Regions from separate parts of the Sus scrofa genome. Here region 1 is linked to region 2. A link is a contact called in public Hi-C data. All regions are on one chromosome and are shown on one strand. The core of a region is the stretch at or near the end of the contact, and the rest is flanking DNA. Distances in the headings are between cores, read along the strand shown.

Region 1 (2,700 bases), core at 34-2,533, 2.5 Mb after region 2:
GCCTCAGCAGCTCTCCCTGGAGATCTGAATGGCTTCAGGATGTGCTAGCAGGCTCTGTACAGCTGCTCGCTCGGAACAGTTTTCACCCTCAAATAAAGACGGCTTATTTATCGAGTGCTGAGTTCTGAAGCTCGTCTCCAGACATGCCCTATCCTGAAGGGGCCGAACGCCATCCAAGGCATCCGAGGCATGTGTGCTTGGTGACCAGACTCTTCTCTCCAAAAGCAGAGAGCTGGGTGTGCACCCGGACCCGGCCGGGAGTCAAAAGGTGGCAATGTGAGGGTTAGTCCCCAAGCCAGCGTGCCCTGGTCTTGCCTTTGGGTGCAGAGATTCCTAGGGCTGGGGGCGGGGACATGCCTCGAGGACAGAGGACCCGCCAGGGTTTGCTGACTCCTCTTTGGAGGAAGTTCCCAGGTTGTTCAAGTTCGCTGCTGCGTGTTTGAGAGGAATGACCTGCCTGAGGCACAAGCCACCCATCTCCGTGAGGTGATTAGTTCCTCCAAGGCACGAGGAGACCACGTGGCAAATTACTTCATCCGAGCGCTCTACATGTGCCCTGGGAAGGTCAGCCTCCTTCACCTACTGGTGATGAGCAGATTATGCCTAGAAATCTGTCCATTCGCATTTGAGCAGGCACAGTCCCAGGGTGGACGACAGAGTCTTTCTTGACCTCCCAGGCTCTTTCCGTCTCAGCCAAGCCTTTTCTTCTGGAAAGAGATAGTATCTTATGCCTAGAGGGTCATCCCCAGAGGACTGGCCTCTGGCTCCTCACCCAGGCATCTCAAGAGCTCAGAGCTATTGGTGTTTCCATTTTTGCAGCTCAGCTTAATAGGCAGCTCAGCTCTTTTAAGCCTTAGTACAAGGTGTGGGGAAAGTGGGCAGAAGTAGAGATGAAACAAGATTGGCCATGAGTTGCTATTTGTGGAAACGGTGACATGGAAATTTACTAGACCATTCTGTCTATCCACTGTTATATATGTCTGAAATTTTCCATAAGAAAAAGTTTAAAATCCCTAAAAAGCAAAAAAAAAAAAAAAAAGTTACAAACAAATAGGGATATCAAGTACCTTTGGCAGTCGTCTTTGTCCCCATGCCAGAGCAATGAATGAATGTTATCTTCTTGGGATATCAACTAACATCAAAATTTAGTATGGATCAGAGTTAATTTTTAAAATGTCAACACTGGAGTTCCCATCATGGCTCAGTGGTTAACAAACCCGACTATTACCGTCAACCCCCCTCCCCACACAACCCCTGGCAACCACTTTTCTGCTCTCTGTTTCTATGAGTAGGATGAGTAAGGACTAAAGATCTCATGCAAACCACGGTGACGGTAGTTGAGAAAGTTCCATGTCCTATTTCTCTTTTGCTTTGGTGTTTTCGGGTTTGGTTTCTTTTCAGATGAGATTAGACTATACATATTATTCATCAGCTCATTTTAACGGCTTTGTTGGAATGTAATTTGTATGCCGGAAATTCACCCATACAAAATGTACAGCTATTTTCCGTAATATATGGGGTTGTGTAACCATGATTCAGTTTTAGAACATGTTCATCACACCAGTAAAATCCCTTGTGCCCATCTGCAGTCAGTCCCTGTCAACACCCTCATTCCAAGCTAACTACTAATCTACTTTCTGTCTCTATAGCGTTGCTCTTTCTGAACCTTTTGTACAAATGGAATCATACAAGTTATAATCTTTTTCATCTGGCTTCTTACACTAGCATGATGTTTTGAGCTTCATCAATGTTGTAGCATGTGGTAATAGCTTATTCCCCTTTATTGCTGAATAGTAGTCCACTGAATGGATATACCATATTTTATTTACCCATTCACCAATTAATGAACATTTGTTTCTGCTTTTCGAGTATTGGTAGTAATACTGCTGTAACATTCCCATACAGCTCTTTGAGTGGTTATTTGTTTTCATTTCTTCTGCTCAATATGTTGGAATGAATTGGCTGTGTCATATACTAAATTTCTGTTTAAATTTTTTTTTAGGATAATACCAAACTGTTTTTCCAAAGTGGCTGCACCATTTGAAGTTCCCCAGTAATGTTTGAGGGTTCTGATTTCTCCACACTGACCAACATTTGTTATTGCCTGCCTTGATGAGTATAGGCATCTTTGTGGATGTAAAGTGTCTCTCATTGTGGTTTTAACTTGCATTTCCCTAATGACAATGATGATGAGCATCTTTTCATGTGTTATTAGCCATTTGTATGTCTTCTTTGATGAAACAGTATTCAAATCTTTTGCTCATTTTTCAAATTGGGTTGTTTGTCATCTTATAATTGACTTTTAAGAGTTCTGTATAGGTCCTTCTTGTAAATCCTTCATCCAACATTTTTTTTTTTTTTTTTTTTGTCTTTTTAGGGCCGAACCTGCAGCATATGGAGGTTCCCAGGCTAGAGAGTCAAATTGCAGCACAGGCACAGCAACTTGGGATCCATGCCACATCTGCAACCTACACCACAGCTCACGGCACCTCCATATCTTTAACCCGTGGAGTGAGGCCAGGGATTGAGCCTGTGTCTTCATGGATGCTAGTTAGATTCATTTCTGCTGAGCCACGACCAGAACTCCATTCATCCAATATCTGATTTGCAAATATTTTCTCCCAGTCAATGGCTTGAGTTTTTACATTCAGAGTGGTGTTTTTTGAAGTGCAGAGTTTTTAATGTTGATGGAGTCCTATT
Region 2 (2,875 bases), core at 93-2,592:
AGAGGAGTTCCTGTCATGGCATAGTGGAAACGAATCCAACTAGGAACCATGAAGTTGCAGGTTCGATCCCTGGCCTCGCTCTGTGGGTTAAGGATCTGGTGTTGCTGTGAGCTATGGTGTAGGTCACAGACGTGGCTCAGATCTGGCATTGCTGTGGCTCTAGGCTAGGCTGGCAGCAACAGCTCCAATTAGATCCCTAGCCTGGGAACCTCCATATGCCGGGGGTGTGGCCCTAAAAAGACAAAAGACAAAAAAAAAAAAAAAAAAAAAAAAAAAAAAAAGAGAGAGAGAGTCCTTGCTGATACTGTCCAGCTGCTACACTGTTCCTGAAATCACTTACCTCCAGACGTCTGGCTCTGGCTTCTCTACAGTCCTGCCACTCTGATCCCTGACTTGTTATTCCCTGGAGGGAGTGTGACTTAGCAGAAAGAGCACCTTCAAGTGCTAAGTTTGAATCCTGGCTCCTCCCACCTACTAGCTGTGTGGCTCTGGCAAAGTCACTTAACCTCTCTGAGCTTCCAGTTCTCATCTGTAAAATTGGGGACAAGAGCACTTAGGAATTGTAGTAGGCAATGTAGGCAAACCATCTGGCATAGAGTGGGAGTTCATTACGGTGATGGAGTGGTGGAAGTAACACTGGTGGTGGCTCTGGGCCCTTGGTCTAAGCCCACCTGTGCCGTTGGGCCCGACAGGGGTGGACCGGCATCCAGGGAAGTGCCATCACTTGATAGACCTCGGGACCTCCCCCCTCATATCCAGCTTCTGCCTCCATGCCCCACTCCTCTACTCCTCCCCTACCCCCTGCAGGCATCTGCCCTGCAGGCTTTCCTGGCCCTCCAGCCACATCCTCAAACCATGGCTTTACCTGATTTCCCTGGGGTGTCAGAGCCTGTCTGGGGCCCCCCACAGGGGGAGATACTTTGGCAGAGAGGAGGCCTGCAGGGGTGAGGCAACAGATTTAGGAGCCCAACAAGGCAGAACCCCCCCTCCACACACACACACACACTCCCTCACTCACACCCAGATGAGCACTCTTATGCTCCCCTAAAGGCACACACATGAAGAGGCAGAGAAGAGCTCACTTTTGACAGCCTTACCCAGAATTTTGCAATCAGAAAATCAAGGAAAAATCTATTTGAATTCTAGTATTAATGCAGGTTAGTGTGATTCCCCAGAGCACTGTATCGTTGTGAATTGTGAAGTAGATTGGGCATGAGCCTCTTCAATATCCAGAGCCTCTACAGATCTGCTCTGCTCCTGGGGCCTCAAGAGGCCAGGGAGAGCCTGAGCTGGATTTCCCAGCCTCATCTGCATGTTTCTGCCCAGCAGGGGGACTGAGAACAGACTGGTCAGGACCCAGATCAGCTGCTGGACAGATGGGGACCAATCAGAGCCTGTTGCTGGGGAAACATGGCACTATGCAAATTCCTCTGGACTGAAGAGAGGGCATCAGTCAGCCTGCCCTCTTCTTACCCCTCTTTTGGCCTCTCAGTGGCCCAAGTCCTATTTCTCTCTCCCTCTCTCCTCTCCCAATCTCTAATAGATGTTCCCCCACAGATGTCTGGTGTGACATTACATCAGCAGTCATAGCAAGTGAGTCTGTAGTAGGCACAGGATTAGGCCAGCGAGGCTGACATACCAGATTTTTATACCCAATGTATCCCTCTGGGGTGATTCAGTATCACCCCATATTATGTGGGGGGCTGGTTCAGTCCAGCATTTTCCAGGAGCTTTGCTAGGAGAATGAAGCTTCTGGCTCAGTGCCAGCTGACCGTGGGCGAGATCGAGAGCGGCTCATTAGCCACGAGCAGCCCATCTGAGCTCTGCACCTGCTCTGACGATGGACCCCACTGGGCTTTGGCAGCCCTGTTTCCTGAACTGATGCATGGCTCTACTTTCATGGCCCAAGCTTGCAACATCTTTCCACAATAAAACCACGATGGAAGTTAATTGCCTGCATCGCTCCGCAATTGAACCGGTCCATAAAATGTTTATTAGGTGCAGTCCCCAGACTGAACGGGCAGCCAGTTGCTTGATTTTGAGCTGCCGTTAACATCTACGGGGTCCTAGGCAGGGAGGTGTCCTAAAAATTGCTGATGTTGAGTGTTCAGATGACCTTTTTTTCACAGCCATTCCAGAGCTTTTGGTTATTTACTTGGGAATTCTTGCTGGTGGTTATCGAGGCGGCTAAACCTCCTCAGTTTCTTCTGCTAACATTCAGAGCATTTCAATTTCGTCCTTTTGGGGGGCGCTATATTCTTCCTCCCTTCCTTCCTTCCTTCTTTCTTTCTTTCTTTTTTTTTTTTTTTTTTTTTGTCTTTTTTGCCTTTCCCGCGGCATATAGAGGTTCCAGGCTAGGGGTCCAATCAGAGCTGTAGCTGCCGGCCAACACCACAGCCACAGCAATGCGGGATCCCACTGAGCGAGGCCAGGGACTGAACCCGCAACCTCATGGTTCCTAGTTGGATTTGTTAACCACTGTGCCACGATGGGAACTCCGCTTCCTTCTTTCTTTTGCTTTTTGGAGCCACACCTGTGGCATATGGAAGTTCCCAGGCTAGGGGTCGAATTGGAGCTGCAGCTGCTGGCCTACACCACAGTCACAGCAACACCAAATCCAAGCCATATCTGTGACCTACACTGCAGCTCACTGCAACACTGGATCCTTAATTCACTGAGCAAGGCCAGGGATTGAATCTGCATCCTCATGGATACAAGTTGTGTTGGTTACTGCTGGGAACTCTCAAGGAGGGGGATGCTGTATTTTTTTTTAAATTAAACTGTAGTTGATTTACTATATTATATTAGTTTCAGGTGTACAATGTAGTGATTGAATATTTTTATAGATCATACTCCATTTAAAGTTACAAAATAT

The links. A called contact is a pair of places that touch in the nucleus more often than the background predicts.
Region 1: a Hi-C map of mesenchymal stem cells shows a contact between it and region 2, with 5 times the contacts expected there. The contact joins two enhancer-like sites.

The regions. Positions count from the first base shown.
Region 1 is chr3:14,559,633-14,562,332 of Sscrofa11.1, forward strand. All of the region lies in intron 5 of AUTS2 (AUTS2, activator of transcription and developmental regulator), which reads left to right. Among named protein-coding and RNA genes, the nearest start is that of GALNT17, 470 kb to the right of the region's middle. Within about 2 kb of position 1,284, at least 5 of the 83 cell types and tissues checked have an H3K27ac peak or open chromatin away from gene starts, as enhancers often do.
Region 2 is chr3:12,076,204-12,079,078 of Sscrofa11.1, forward strand. The region is part of intron 3 of LOC102168016 (a long non-coding RNA gene); the gene reads left to right. Among named protein-coding and RNA genes, the nearest start is that of CASTOR2, 38 kb to the left of the region's middle. Within about 2 kb of position 1,343, at least 9 of the 83 cell types and tissues checked have an H3K27ac peak or open chromatin away from gene starts, as enhancers often do.